Linked DNA regions of Danio rerio: regions 1 and 3 are each linked to region 2. A link is a contact called in public Hi-C and Micro-C data. All regions are on one chromosome and are shown on one strand. Each heading gives the region's core, a stretch centred on a gene start, on an enhancer-like site or on the middle of the called end of the contact. The rest is flanking DNA. Distances are from core to core; before and after follow the strand shown. Region 1 holds the start of srsf5b (serine and arginine rich splicing factor 5b). Region 2 holds the start of emc7b (ER membrane protein complex subunit 7b). Region 3 holds the start of rrm2l (ribonucleotide reductase M2 polypeptide).

Region 1 (4,361 bases), core at 1,821-4,320, 330 kb before region 2:
ATAAAAAATAAAATATTTTAAATATTACTTACTATTCTACTTGTATCCAAACTTTTTTTTTTTTTTTAATCTGTCTAGGTTGGTGTCCTCAGCAGGAAATACTTTGATAACTTTTAAACAAATGTTATTGTAAGAAAACTAATTAAACTATTATGATAAATACAATTAAGTATAAAAAATAAAAAATAAAAAAAAAGGAGTTAAATACCTTAAATAAAAAGTTTTATTGAGATGGATTGTTGGTGATTGTATGGCTGTTGGCCAGACTGGGTCGCAATACATGAACAAAGGAAAATTAAGACCTGTTTAGAAAAGATTTAAGACCTACAACACAATATTTCAGTAAATCTAAGACTTTAGGGCCTAAAATTTGGACTTTGAGATTTAAGATGTTTTAAGACTTTTAAAGACTCTGCAGACAGTGCAGAATGCTGCTGCTAGTTTTCTGACAGGGACATGCAAACGAGAACACATTAAACCCATGCTGGCTCCCTGTTTAGTTTAGGATACATTTTAAGATTTTAGTTTTGGTGTTAAAATGCCTAAATAGACTAGCCAAAATACCAAAATACCGGTCTGCAATAATTTAATTGTACACTCCATCAAGGGTACGTAGATGTGCTAATCAGCTACTTTTGGCTGTTCCATGGACCGTGCCTATGCAGTGGTTGCCCTAAACTCTCCTCTTCATGTTAGGCAGGCCACAACCCTTTCTCTTTTTAAATCTAATTCTAAAACCCATTTTTACTTTTTGGCTTTTAATACCATATGAGAGTTTTGTCTGTTGCATATGTCCTTTGTTTTAGATGGTGTATGTGTGTACAGCACTTTGGTAAGCACTTGTTGTTTTTAAAAAGCGCTTAATAAATAAAGAGTGACATGAAAATAAATTTACTAAATGTCTTCGTGCAACATGACCTTTACTTAATATTATATTGATTTTGGCCATGAAATAAAAAGCTATAATTTTGACACTTTCCACAAATACACACTTGCAATTTATAGGTGTGTTTAAGTGGTCCAGAGACATATCAGCAAATATTTTTATGACCGCATCAGCTGCCTGAAATGAAGAATGCGATGAGCATGACTGATATTCAAAATGGTAAGCGAGCTCTGCTTTGTTTATGCTTTGTATATTCTGCAGTCCTCATTCCAAGTACTTTTTTGAATGAGGAATACAGTCTATTGATACCTGCTAATGTACAGTTATTTCTTTGCGTAGGTCGAACATGCTAGCTTACAGTCTGCCTTTTCTTTGAGTGCATTCTGGCTGAGATGCAGTCCATTTGAGGCGAGAGCACAGTTAGCATTTGTCGCCACAAGTTCTTAGATGTTGGTGCATCAAAGCCTTTAGATTTTCTCTTTTTTTTGCTGAGATAATACAGGGTGTAGTGAAATTGGCACAGATGGAAAACATACCTCTCATTGCAGAGCTCTTTTCCATCAAGCTCATAAACAGCATCTTCAGCATCTCTTGGATCATCAAATTCCTGCAGGAAACAAGAAAAGGACATTTACATGTGATCCTAATCTTTCTTATTATTTTAGGAAGTTTTCACCTTTAATTTGGATAGCACAGTGGAGGTTACAGACAGGAAAGTGTGGGGAGCAGAAAAAGGGGAAAGATTGGCAAAGGACCTCAAGTCGGGAATCAAACTTGGGTCGCCGTGAGCACCATGGTGCTATATGTCGGCGCACTTAACCACTAGGCTATTAGCGTGAATTGGCTATTAGAACAAAAAAGACTTCAATATTCTTTATATATTTTTATATTGTGTACACTACTGTCTATAAAGTTGGGGTTACTGAGATTGTTTCAAAAGAAATGTATACATTTATTCTGCAAACATTTCATTTTATTTTCATTAAATAAATTTGTAGCCAATTAATCAAAATACATTAATCAAAGAGATCACTGATTTAAGATCATGTGATGCTGAAGTCTGATTTAAAAGATGCTGAAATATAACTTAAAAATATAACTTAAAAGTAGAATATGACTTTCCCGAACATCTGAATGATATTGTATTTGAAAATATATAACAATAAGCATACATTTACAGTTTTAAATTAAATAAGCCCCTGACAAAAAAAAAAATCACTTTTTCACTAAAAAAATACATTTCTAAATATTTTTTGTAATTAAACTAAGGCAAGCTAACATTCATGTTAAGCTTCTTTAAGGATTACTTTTTTTTTTTTTTTATTCAAACTTGATATTTATACAGTTTGTCAAGTTAAGTTCAGATTTAGACAAAAAAAACCTACTGGAAAACAGTTAAAGTATTAACCATGGTATATGTAGAAAATTGTGATTAAACAAATTGTAATCAATGTGCCAACAACGACGGCAACTACACCTTTATTATAACAAAACCACTGTTGGCTTATGAGGGGCATGGTTTTAAAACACTCTGATTTTATAACATATCGATTTAATAGACAAAAGCTGTCCATTACAATAGGTACCCATAGCGCAGCCTATGTAGTCAGCACACCATGTTTTGAAACAGCCTATCAGGTAACCCAACTGAGGTTAGGCCAGTAATAGACGCTTCTTCCTATGCAATACCACTGCATGCTCTTATGTCAATAGCACGCTCATTATAATGTTGAGGAAAATGTCTATAAGGCTTTCCAAACTTACCACAAAACCGAAGCCTCGTTTGAGGTCGATGTCTCTGATTCTCCCGTAGCCCTTGAAGAAGCGCTCGACGTCCTTCTCCCGCGCAGAGGGGTTTAACCGACCGATGAAAATACGACAACCGCTCATCCTCTTTAAATCAAAGACCATTGCATGAAAACAGTCATCAAATAACGATACTTACATTCTGCAAGAGCCAAACACCGACGCATTTCTGAATCAATGAAGGCTTGAGGCCTTTATGAACCACAACCCATAACGTTATTCAAACAGAGCTCGTTAAATAACGAATCACAAAGCAAAACAGTTGATTTAACAACACACCCGTTAAATTCTAAACTCAGATGAACATTTTATTTCAGGCAACATACCTCTGTTTAATGGTTCTCCTGTGAATGTGTCGTGTCTGCGTGCGAACAGCTCCTCACACAAAATGGAGTCAGTCAATAAATGTAGAGCGGAGAGCGACGCTCAGCGCTGATCTGAGATCAGTTCAGAACAGAGGACGAGATGAGAACAACTGTGACACACTACAATCAGCTTTATTGCCAAGTACACACAATGTAAATGTATGGCCTTGGCGACAGAGGCTTAACGTATCTTCGTATTAAACTGTGAATATCACCAAAGACTATAGAATACATAAAATAAATTATAGCTACAACTTAAGGGACTTTAATTTTACTGTGCTTATTATAATTGAAAGCATATAAAGGATAAAACAAAATAATGTGTAGTGTTTCGTTTATTAGTCTATTAACTTAATAACAATGACCGACATCTTTATTCTGACCATAAAATATTTAATATAGTCTAAGTAAATACCGTAGCTGTTCTTCAAACCACTTGAACTGGTTTACAAAAAACAAACAACAATTCACGAATCAGCTATTATTTTAATAGTTTAACGGATTCTGACTGCTCAAAAACGTCAATTTATTTTGCAAATTAGTTTCAGTAGCTTCAGTTGGTGTAAATAATAACCCAGATTGATCAAATAAACAAGATTCTAGAAAATACAAGATCCAGGTAATAGAGTTATGATTCGTTTGAGTCGGCTCTTTAATTAAACTGTTCAACTGAACCAACTAGCGAAAACGAGTCGGACCTTTTATTTTTACTTGATTATTATTTGATAAAAAGGTTAAAACAATGTGCATACATTGCAGCGAATTGTTCTTTTATCAGTGAATAAACTGTTCAAAAGAATCGACTAGCAGAAATGATTCGTAGTTGCTACATCTAAAACGTTCATACGAAGATCCACCACTAGATGGAGCCATCGCACAACATTAAGGAATTTAACAATTTAATAGATGGTTGAATGCATTTATAGACCATTTTGAGGGATGTAAACAATACCAATGGTCCTAATGTATTTCCTGTTTAACATTTTAATTGCCATAGCTTATCAATAACCTAAAAGAGTCACATGTTGATGAATAATGTTATGATGGCAGTTTTAACATTATGATTGAATCGCCCCTTGTTACGGTTATGAAATAGTTTGACAACAAGCAGGAAATGTTCATGGCCCAATGACGTGACCACACTGAAATGGTCTATAGAGTAAATAACCCCTTGACGAACACCAAAATACACAAACCACATGTGCACTTCAAATGAAAGCTTTAATTAGAAATAGTTATATACACACTGTAGAATTAAATTAAACTTTATACAAATATTAAAATACTATTTTCACACCCACAGC
Region 2 (4,357 bases), core at 533-3,032:
AAGTTATTAGTGTTGTTTTTGTTTTGTCGTCTGTTGCCTGATCGTGAATGAATATTTGAGTGTCATGTGTACATAGTGATTTTTCTTTTAATCGGCTTTCAAATAAATTGACATAATCTAAATGTTTTGTATGAATATTTATATATTAAATGCATGTTTTTTTTAAGGGGATAGTTCACACAAATGTGAAAATTCTCATCTTTTACTAGCCCTTCATTTGTTGAACGCAAAAGATGTTTTGAAAAATGCTGGTAACCCTTTTTTCTGCGATAGAAGTCAATGGCTGCCTGATTAAAAACCACATTAGAGAGAAATATTTTTTTTTTTTTTTGTGTGAATATCTCTTTCTTTCACTGATGTATAAAGAAAGATCCTTTACAACATTTAGCAAAATGATCATCGTGCTTATGGGATATGCAATATACATATTGCAAAAATGCGATAAATTACATTTATGCATTGGCTGTTTATCTAAATTTGGCCAATCAGATGCTTACTATATTTAACCTCACCTTCCAAGTATTTGTTTTCACATTGACACTGTTTTTCTCTGAATTAGAATAATTGGATCTAAAAAAAAATCTTTTACCTATTTATTTTAATATCAATAAGTAATTTATTTAAAACATGGCTAATAAACTAGAGAAGTGTTATATTGTAAGACCGTTATACTCAACAGTAATAAGGCATATTTCTCCAGCAATGTGCAGCCCTACTATCAAACCCTTCCGAAACTAAAAGAACTTATTAAAGCCGAAAACCTAATTCAGTTTTTTACAATAATATTCAGTGGAGATGCAGAGATGATTCATGAAACTGCTTTGTCAACAACTCATTTGACCTAAGCGTTCACTGGAAATTATTATTAATCAACAAAAGAAATTTACATGCACTATAAATATTTGTATGTCTCTAATTGTACTCGTTTAAGAGATTAAAATACATTAGATTTTAATTAGATTAAAACGTAATTAATCAACATTCACACTAAACTGGTTTTAAGTTAATAAATATATGATTGCAACTGTGTGACAAGAAAGTAAAACAAAAACTAAATAATTACCATAATTGCTATATTATCGTAACAATAACTATAGTCATAGTAAACAGAAAATTTGGTTATTTATGGGTGTAAGGGGATCAGTTTGGGATATTTTATGTGCTACTTGTGTAACCTTGAGAATCAAAATCACATTGTTGTGATTTTCTTCAGTTCTATTCAATATTGTAATGTTAAGAAGTATTTATTTATTTATTTGTTTATTCATTTATTTTAAATGAGTCAGGGGACCACTTAGGGGTCCATAAAAATATTTGTTGAAGAAAAATAGTAATAAACAGTAAAATCAGCTTGAGTTTTTTTATATAAGCTCATTAGTTTACATTAACATTAATAACAATAGATATAATTCATATAAATAATCCAAAAATTATTTTTTTAATTCTTTAAAACGTATTATATATAGGAACCACATACAATCAAATTATATATATATATATATATATATATATATATATATATATATATATATAAATTTTTTTTTTTTTTTTTTAAAACATAATACAGTGAGTATAAAATATCTACCTGTTTATATTGACAATATAAATCGGATCGAAACCACGTGATGTTGTACAATTGATCAGTTGTCTTTTGAAAGACTCGATCCTACCAGAGCATTGAATCACCTATGATTCTCGATTCTAAGCTCTGATCCCACCCATAGCCTGTAAAAAATAGATCCCACCCAGAGTGTCACGTGGCCTTACAGATTTTCTTCCGGTGTCTTTGCAGTGTGAGTTCCGCTTACCATTGACTGTCCTCATCTGAGTCCTTTTCGAGCGCATTGGATTGACGCGTATAGATAAATTGTACATTTTAAACGTCATAAATATCGTGTGTCAAAGCACAATGCCACACATAAAGCGTTTGTTAGATGTATATATAGCGCTGCAGGCTTTGTTTGTGTTGTCATGGGGGTTTTCTGACCCAGAGCCGGGGCCTGTCGCAGCTTCTCAGTCCAACGGAGACCGCTTTAAAATCGAAGGACGAGCGATCGTTCCCGGAGTGAAAACACAAGACTGGATCTCGACTGCCCGAGTCCTGGTGGAAGGGGAGGAATATGTTGGTTTTCTCAAGTGAGTATTTTTAGCTGCTAGGCTAACGTCAAACAGAGTGATGTAAACAACCGTTTGTGTGTCAGTAATGCTGGATGTACAACAGCGCCTCACAACACTCGCAGAACCACAATCTATATTATGATTGCCTTGTTTGAACCATAAATTCGTCTTCCTAATGTGAAACAATATGTTGACAAAAAGTTGTGTGTAATGTCATAGCACGTAACTGCTGGGCGATTAACGTCAAACGAAGGCGATTTTCATGTTAATTTAATCGGTAACTTTAAAGCCGGAGTTAAGTTATGTCAAAAAAGGCAGATTAACGTCCCGGTGTTATTGGATCAAGTAGCGAGTTCAGAGAGAGTGCGGAAAAAAATGTCGGGGTGTCTTTTTCAGCACTTGTTCTAGTAAGTTAACTTAAATCTCCAGTAAATGCTTTGAGATAGAGAGGTTTAAGCGGATATTTACAACGAGATGACCATTAAGTAATAATAGTCGATTTGTCCCACCTTGTCAGATTGTCCTACCTCCCCTTCAAAAAGTAGGTAGCATATTTTGATGACGAAATATGGTACTCATATTATGCAACCAGTGTACGTTTTAATGTGGAGTAGTGTGATATGAAGCTTAAATATCGCCCTAACCTCAACCTCAACCTCAGAACCATTCAAACACAGTGTTGTTGGTAGCATAATTTGATGGGTAGGACAAAATATCAGGAGACCGGTTCTGTGTAGTAAATGCTGCACTTGAAAATGACACACTCACTTAAATAGATAATTCCTTCATTCATTTTCCTTACAGCTTAGTTTCTTTAATAATAAGAGGATTGCCACATCAGAATGAACCAACAACTTATCCTGCATATGTTTTATGCAGCGGATGCGCTTCCAGCTGCAATCCAACACTGAGAAATGGATAATTCATCCTAAAATAATAATTTACTCACCCTCGAGTGGTTCCAAACCTTTATTCTGTTGAACACAAACTAAGATATTTTAGAGATCTTAGCATTTGTACGCAGCACCTTATGTAACCTGTATATTTATAACACATCTGTACATACAATTCATCATCCATCCTCTTTTGTCTAATTGCATCTCCGTTTCATGTTTGTTGTATTATCTCATATTTTTTGGTGTTGTTACTTGTCACTTTATGTAATATGTACACTGGGAGCATTTGTAGCCAAAACAAATCCCTTGTATGTGTAAAGCACACTTGGCAATAAAACCAATTCTGATTCTGAAGACAGTTGAAATCCTTTAACCATTGACATCCATAGTAAGAAAAACACTTACTACTGAAGTCAATAGTTACAGGTTTAACTTTCTTCAAATTATCATCTTTTGTGTTCAACAGAACAAAAAATCTCAAACTGGTTTGTGAAAGTAAAAGTTTAGTAAATGATGACATCATTTTTGTTTTTGGGGGAGCTATCCCTTTAATAACTTCAGTCTGTCTTTAAAATAAACCCTTCTGTGAGATGATTCTGTACTTGTGCAAATAGTAGACATATTCTGTTTAAAATGCTACAATTTGTAAATTTCCTCAGTTTCTTCGTTAAATGTTTAGAGGTTTTGAATGAGAGCCCCCTCTGGACTTACAACTAGATTTACTACTGATGACACAAACATGCTTCCCTGACAAGATGTGCATGACGATTACATTTTTATTTCAATTTATCACCCTTATCATGCATTTTCAACTGCATCAATTTCCTTCGTAGGACTGATGGGAGCTTTGCTGTCAACGATGTGCCCTCTGGCTCATATGTGGTTGAAATTGTATCGCCATCTTTCAGATTTGAACCTGTTAGGGTGGACATCACCTCCAAAGGGAAAATGAGGTAGCTAACATTAGTAATTATCCTCCCTTCTGACACAACTTTTTGTACACCTCTGTTAATCTCCGTTTTTTTTTTTGACCCGTAGGGCACGCCTGGTGAATTACATCAAAACCTCTGAAGTTATTCGTCAGCCATATCCTCTTCAGATCAGAGCCGGTGGTCCACACACGTATTTCATGAAGCGGGAAACCTGGGGATGGACTGATTTTCTGATGAACCCAATGGTATGATTTTATAATAATGTCTGTGTGATTCTTTCAGATGGTTGCAATTTATTGTAAACTATTTTAAAGGTCCCGTGAGATTAAAATGAAAAAATGTAAATGTTAGTTTCAGGATATTACTTTCTGTTAGCTAGTGTGCTCCAAAACAGTGACAATTTACATTTTT
Region 3 (4,422 bases), core at 1,894-4,393, 300 kb after region 2:
CCCTTTTTAATAAAGTATGTTTATAACATACCATATCGTGCATTTTTATCACCAATCCAGTTGAGTGCCCAGTCAGCCTTCTTCTTTACACATGGCATTGTCTCAATGGCATTGAACAAAAATTCCCTACAGAAAACAATTTCATTAGTCAGATAAATGACTAGGTACCATTTACAAGAGCATTTTTAGGGAGCTCAGTCAAGGCGATAATTTCGTGCTGACACCCTACAACCAGCTGACCACATGTCCACTGATTTTGAGCAGTCAACACTCAGCTCCCATTATCAGCTGAGGTACGTACCCCTGCGCCACTCATCATTGCTCCCAATAACCTCAAAACGGGTCCAAACACTTACCTCTCTTTAGAATCTTTAATGTAGGTGTCAATCAACAGGCTGTACATTTCTGAGTGGATGTTTTCCATTGCTATCTGGAAGCCATAGAAGCAGCGGGCTTCAGTCACCTGGACCTCCTGAGTGAAACGCTCCACCTAGAGTCAGAAGACAAGTGGTAAGGACCAATTAACAAAATAAATAAATTAAAAAAAAGGGGGGGAGGGAAAAAATTAAATCCTGTAAAATCATAGGTATAAGTCAATTTCTGAAGGGGGCCACAGCGCTGCAGTTGTTTCAACCCTAACCAAACATCTGATGCAGCCAATTAAGGGTTCAAGATTCTTTTGAACAGATTATTTAGATCAGCTGTGTTTGATGAGGGCTAAAGCAAAACTGTGGCCCTTCAGAAATTGACTGACAGCCAGGCTGTAAATGTTTGCCTATGAGCTTACCAAGTTCTCATTGACAATGCCATCACTTGCAGCAAAGAAAGCCAGAACATGGGAGATGAAATATCTCTCCTCGTCTTTCAGGGAATCCCAGTGTTGCAGATCTTTGGACAGATCAACCTTAGAAAAAATAAAAACCCAAGTGTTCAAAACATTGCAACTATAAAAAGCATGCTAGCAAATAAAGGCTGAATGTTACATTAAACTATTAGCCAAGGGCAATATGCAAATTTTAAATGACATTTAAATTATATTCAGGGCCATTAGAACACACTGAAAAGGACAAGTTACTTAATAGCTTGAGAACAAGGAGGATTAATTATATCAAGTACATTTAAAGAGCACTAGTTGTGAAAAAAAATAACTTGTAAATTTGACTAATAAATGCATGTTAAATTCGTAAACTTGTCTCTTTGGTCATGTTTTGATAAATGGCTAGCACTTTTGCAGGAATATTAAATTGCTGATTTGGTACATGTTTATTAAAAACTTTGCTAAATTTATTAATTAGATACTCTAATTTAAATCAATTCTAATAAATTTCTCATTCATATTTATGCTAATTTTCAGGATCTTTGACAAAACCAGATTGACCGGTGCACCTAGTAAGGACAGCATATTAAATGGAGGCATTTCTAGGTGTTAAGGTGTTATGTTTTAAAGTTCACCTCCTCAGCTGTCCAGAAAGAGGCCTCTGCCTTCTTGTACATCTGCCAGATGTCATGATACTGAATTGGGAAAATGACAAAGCGATGGGGGTTCTCCTTCAGAAGAGGCTCCTCCTCCACTGCTCCTTTCTTTGCTTTCGACTGCCCCTGCAATTAAAACATGTTTGATGTAACAAACTAACATGAGTTAGGGCTTATGGTGCATGTAACTAGGATAAAAACAATCTTTAGCAATAAGCTCATTTCTGTTTGGGCTATTAACCATTTTATTCAAGACTTGCAATTCTTGACCATTTTGTAAAAAATAATAATAGCAAGTTATTCAATGGTATATAAAAAATATACTAAAAACTAAGCTACTAACTAAGCTAGCATTTGACAATGTTCGTTAAAGTCTGGTTAGCTTTGGTTCTCATTTCCCAAAAAAAAAAAAAAAAAAAAAAAAAAGTCTTAGATAATGGAAAGTTGTTGCTTGTATGAACGAGAAGACTCAGCTGTATTAAAGTATCAAACATTTTATATACACCATTTGGGTTTCCACTTCTTGTAACTTGGAATATTAGCACGATTTCCTTCGTTTACCAGAAAACAAATAAATAATAATAGTAATAAGACCATCTTGTTTGCTTTTGGTGCATTGATCATTCCCAGTAATACTACTTCCGGTCTATATTTTTTCGGCAAAACAAGAGCTTTTCTGATTGACCAGACCAAGTTGTGCAAATATAAGAAAACCATCTAAATATTGATCGAATTGTACAGAAAAGGAGTATTCGCACTTTAAAGTGCATGTTTAGCATACACTCTGCGTCGTTTATGCAACATTACATCAGCTCAAGCTAATCGCCCGCCAAACTCATGCATTGTTTTATTAACTAGCATAAAACACAAAAATCACCCTAGTTTTAAGTAATCGTTTTTAATTCCGTTCAGCTGGACTAGTTTAATGAGCCATTGTTCTTCCAAAAAGACCCGGATAAGTTTGATGTTACCTGCCCAACTTAGCGCGCTCAGAATCCGCCAAATTTTATCTACAACTTAAAGACATCGCTCCAGAAGTCGATAAACATTTAATACCACATCAGATAAACATGCATAATATTAGCTCATTCTGAAGACACGTGCAGAGACGAAGTAAAAGTGGACTGACCTCTGATTCATCAAAGATTTTGCGCGCCGTTTTGGACGCCAGGATTCTGGTGGAGCTCAAACTGGGTGGCTGAGGACAAAACAAATCACATTTTACAACACAACACAACTACCTAGTAGCTGTATTTAAAGTAATATTCGTATTTTATGTTATATGCGCGTATAGAGCTACTCTTGAGAGCCTAAAAATGTAACTTACGGGTCGCATGACTACGCAGTAGTTACAATAATTGCGGTTCGTTAAAAGTAAAGTCAAAGAAACAAACTTACCGTGTTTTCTTTGTCCACAAAGGACATGTTATTCATTTTAGTAGAGATTGTGTTTTCATTCTTGGTTTTCAGGGGAGAGCGAGTGGACGACATTGTAAAGCTTGGAGTGTTTGGTAAAACAAAACGAGGATAAGTTAAAGGTTAAAAATAAAGACAACTTCTAAAACAAAGTTAACTAGAAATAAATAAAAGCAAAACTAAGAGCTAGCAGGTCTACGGTCCAGCTGAAGCGAAGATAACACTAAGTATGAATGCCGGATACGCTTTTTATATTCGATTCTTGGCGCTTATTCTCAGCCAATGGGGAAAGAGCAAACTCCCCGGCTTTGTTTGGTCCTTTTAACTCGTTCATCAGATGAACCAATCAGATTTCTCCACCGCGTCACGTAAGAGCTGCACCTCGCGGGAAATTCAAACATATTGGGGGTTGCAAAGTATTACAAAACCATACAAACAGGTTTAAAAGGGCGCGAATATGAAATAAAACTATACATTTGTGAAATCTTAATGTTTTTATTTTTATGTTCGATATACTTTAATAAATGTGTATAATTTTACTCCACACTCAAGTAAACGGTTTATATACCGTAGATGTCTTTTCTGTTACCGTAGATGTCCTTTACACTGATGTGCTTGCATCTGTTATTATTTCAAAGCAAAATTACTGAATTAGAAGTAAATAAAGCATGTAACGTTAACTATCAGTGAATTTATTCAAGTCACAAAGACTGCAGCTGTCGATCACATACAAATGACACAATAAACGAAGCACAATAAACGTTTTTAAGATAATTATATCTTGTATAATAAAAACAATCGACTGTTGTTTGGGGAAATACATTTCTCCGTACCTCTTTTATAACGTGGCAGACATAAACCCATTTGCAACAACAAAACCCGCCTGACAGGAAGATGCGGTTTCGCGCCAGATTTGAGTAAACATTTTCGAAATACACAACATCAAGTCATACTCTAACCTAAAATACTTTAGAAAGCTTCAATATTCACGTTCAATAATGAACATGAAACTGCACGTGTGATCTTTTGTGATTATACCTTCATCAAATCCTCCGTATGACAGAGGTAAATGTCTTGTTGTCGTTTCTCCTGTCCTTCAGCACGAAGATTAACGTATATTGGACATCAATAATATCACTAATACCACATCATTAATATAACATTTACTGTCATCAAAGAGGTGTCAGTATTTTATTGCCGATCAAACTTTACACCACAATAATCTCTCAGCTGTTTAGCCAGTTCTTCACCACAACTAAACCGTTAACACGAACTCCAACGGACTTTGTTGATTATTTTTAAACTCGACATATAAAAAAAACAACTCAAATTAAGCGGAAAACGTATTTTACAACTAGTCAACGAGTATAGATCCTTTGTTTTTCATAACAAAAACATTCCCAGGACGCGGGATAAGCACCAATAAAAACGCCCAAGAGGTCACAGTCGGGCGGGGGAGAATCGCTGCATGTTTTAGTATACTGCAGTCTAGTGGCAGGAGGACAACTATCACCACAGACAAAACATTTCACA

Evidence for each region. Hi-C and Micro-C count contacts between places; a contact is called where the count stands out from the background.
Region 1: a contact with region 2 is called in a Micro-C map of caudal fin, with 4 times the contacts expected there. The contact joins the promoter of srsf5b here to the promoter of emc7b in region 2. A contact is called at or near these places in 1 of 18 Hi-C or Micro-C datasets (caudal fin) and 1 of 4 datasets of contacts at active chromatin or transcription factors (embryo).
Region 3: a contact with region 2 is called in a Hi-C map of hematopoietic stem cells, with 2.2 times the contacts expected there. The contact joins the promoter of rrm2l here to the promoter of emc7b in region 2. A contact is called at or near these places in 3 of 18 Hi-C or Micro-C datasets (caudal fin, hematopoietic stem cells and an unstated tissue).

Annotation. Positions count from the first base shown.
Region 1 is chr20:31,618,415-31,622,775 of GRCz12tu, forward strand. srsf5b (serine and arginine rich splicing factor 5b) reads right to left here and starts at 3,071. Exons shown (of 8, transcript NM_001002610.1): 1 at 3,019-3,071; 2 at 2,651-2,779; 3 at 1,423-1,493. The coding sequence starts at 2,776. It also overlaps a transcript of susd6 not described here.
Region 2 is chr20:31,952,689-31,957,045 of GRCz12tu, forward strand. It overlaps emc7b (ER membrane protein complex subunit 7b), which reads left to right and starts at 1,783. Exons shown (of 5, transcript NM_001025515.2): 1 at 1,783-2,136; 2 at 3,848-3,967; 3 at 4,053-4,191. The coding sequence starts at 1,910. It overlaps katnbl1 (katanin p80 subunit B-like 1), which reads left to right. Exons shown (of 10, transcript NM_001006019.2): 10 at 1-154.
Region 3 is chr20:32,250,962-32,255,383 of GRCz12tu, forward strand. rrm2l (ribonucleotide reductase M2 polypeptide) reads right to left here and starts at 3,144. Exons shown (of 10, transcript NM_131450.3): 1 at 2,872-3,144; 2 at 2,603-2,671; 3 at 1,453-1,599; 4 at 788-904; 5 at 357-490; 6 at 32-126. The coding sequence starts at 2,964. It overlaps LOC137488762 (small nucleolar RNA SNORD94), which reads right to left and starts at 325; the gene lies at 190-325.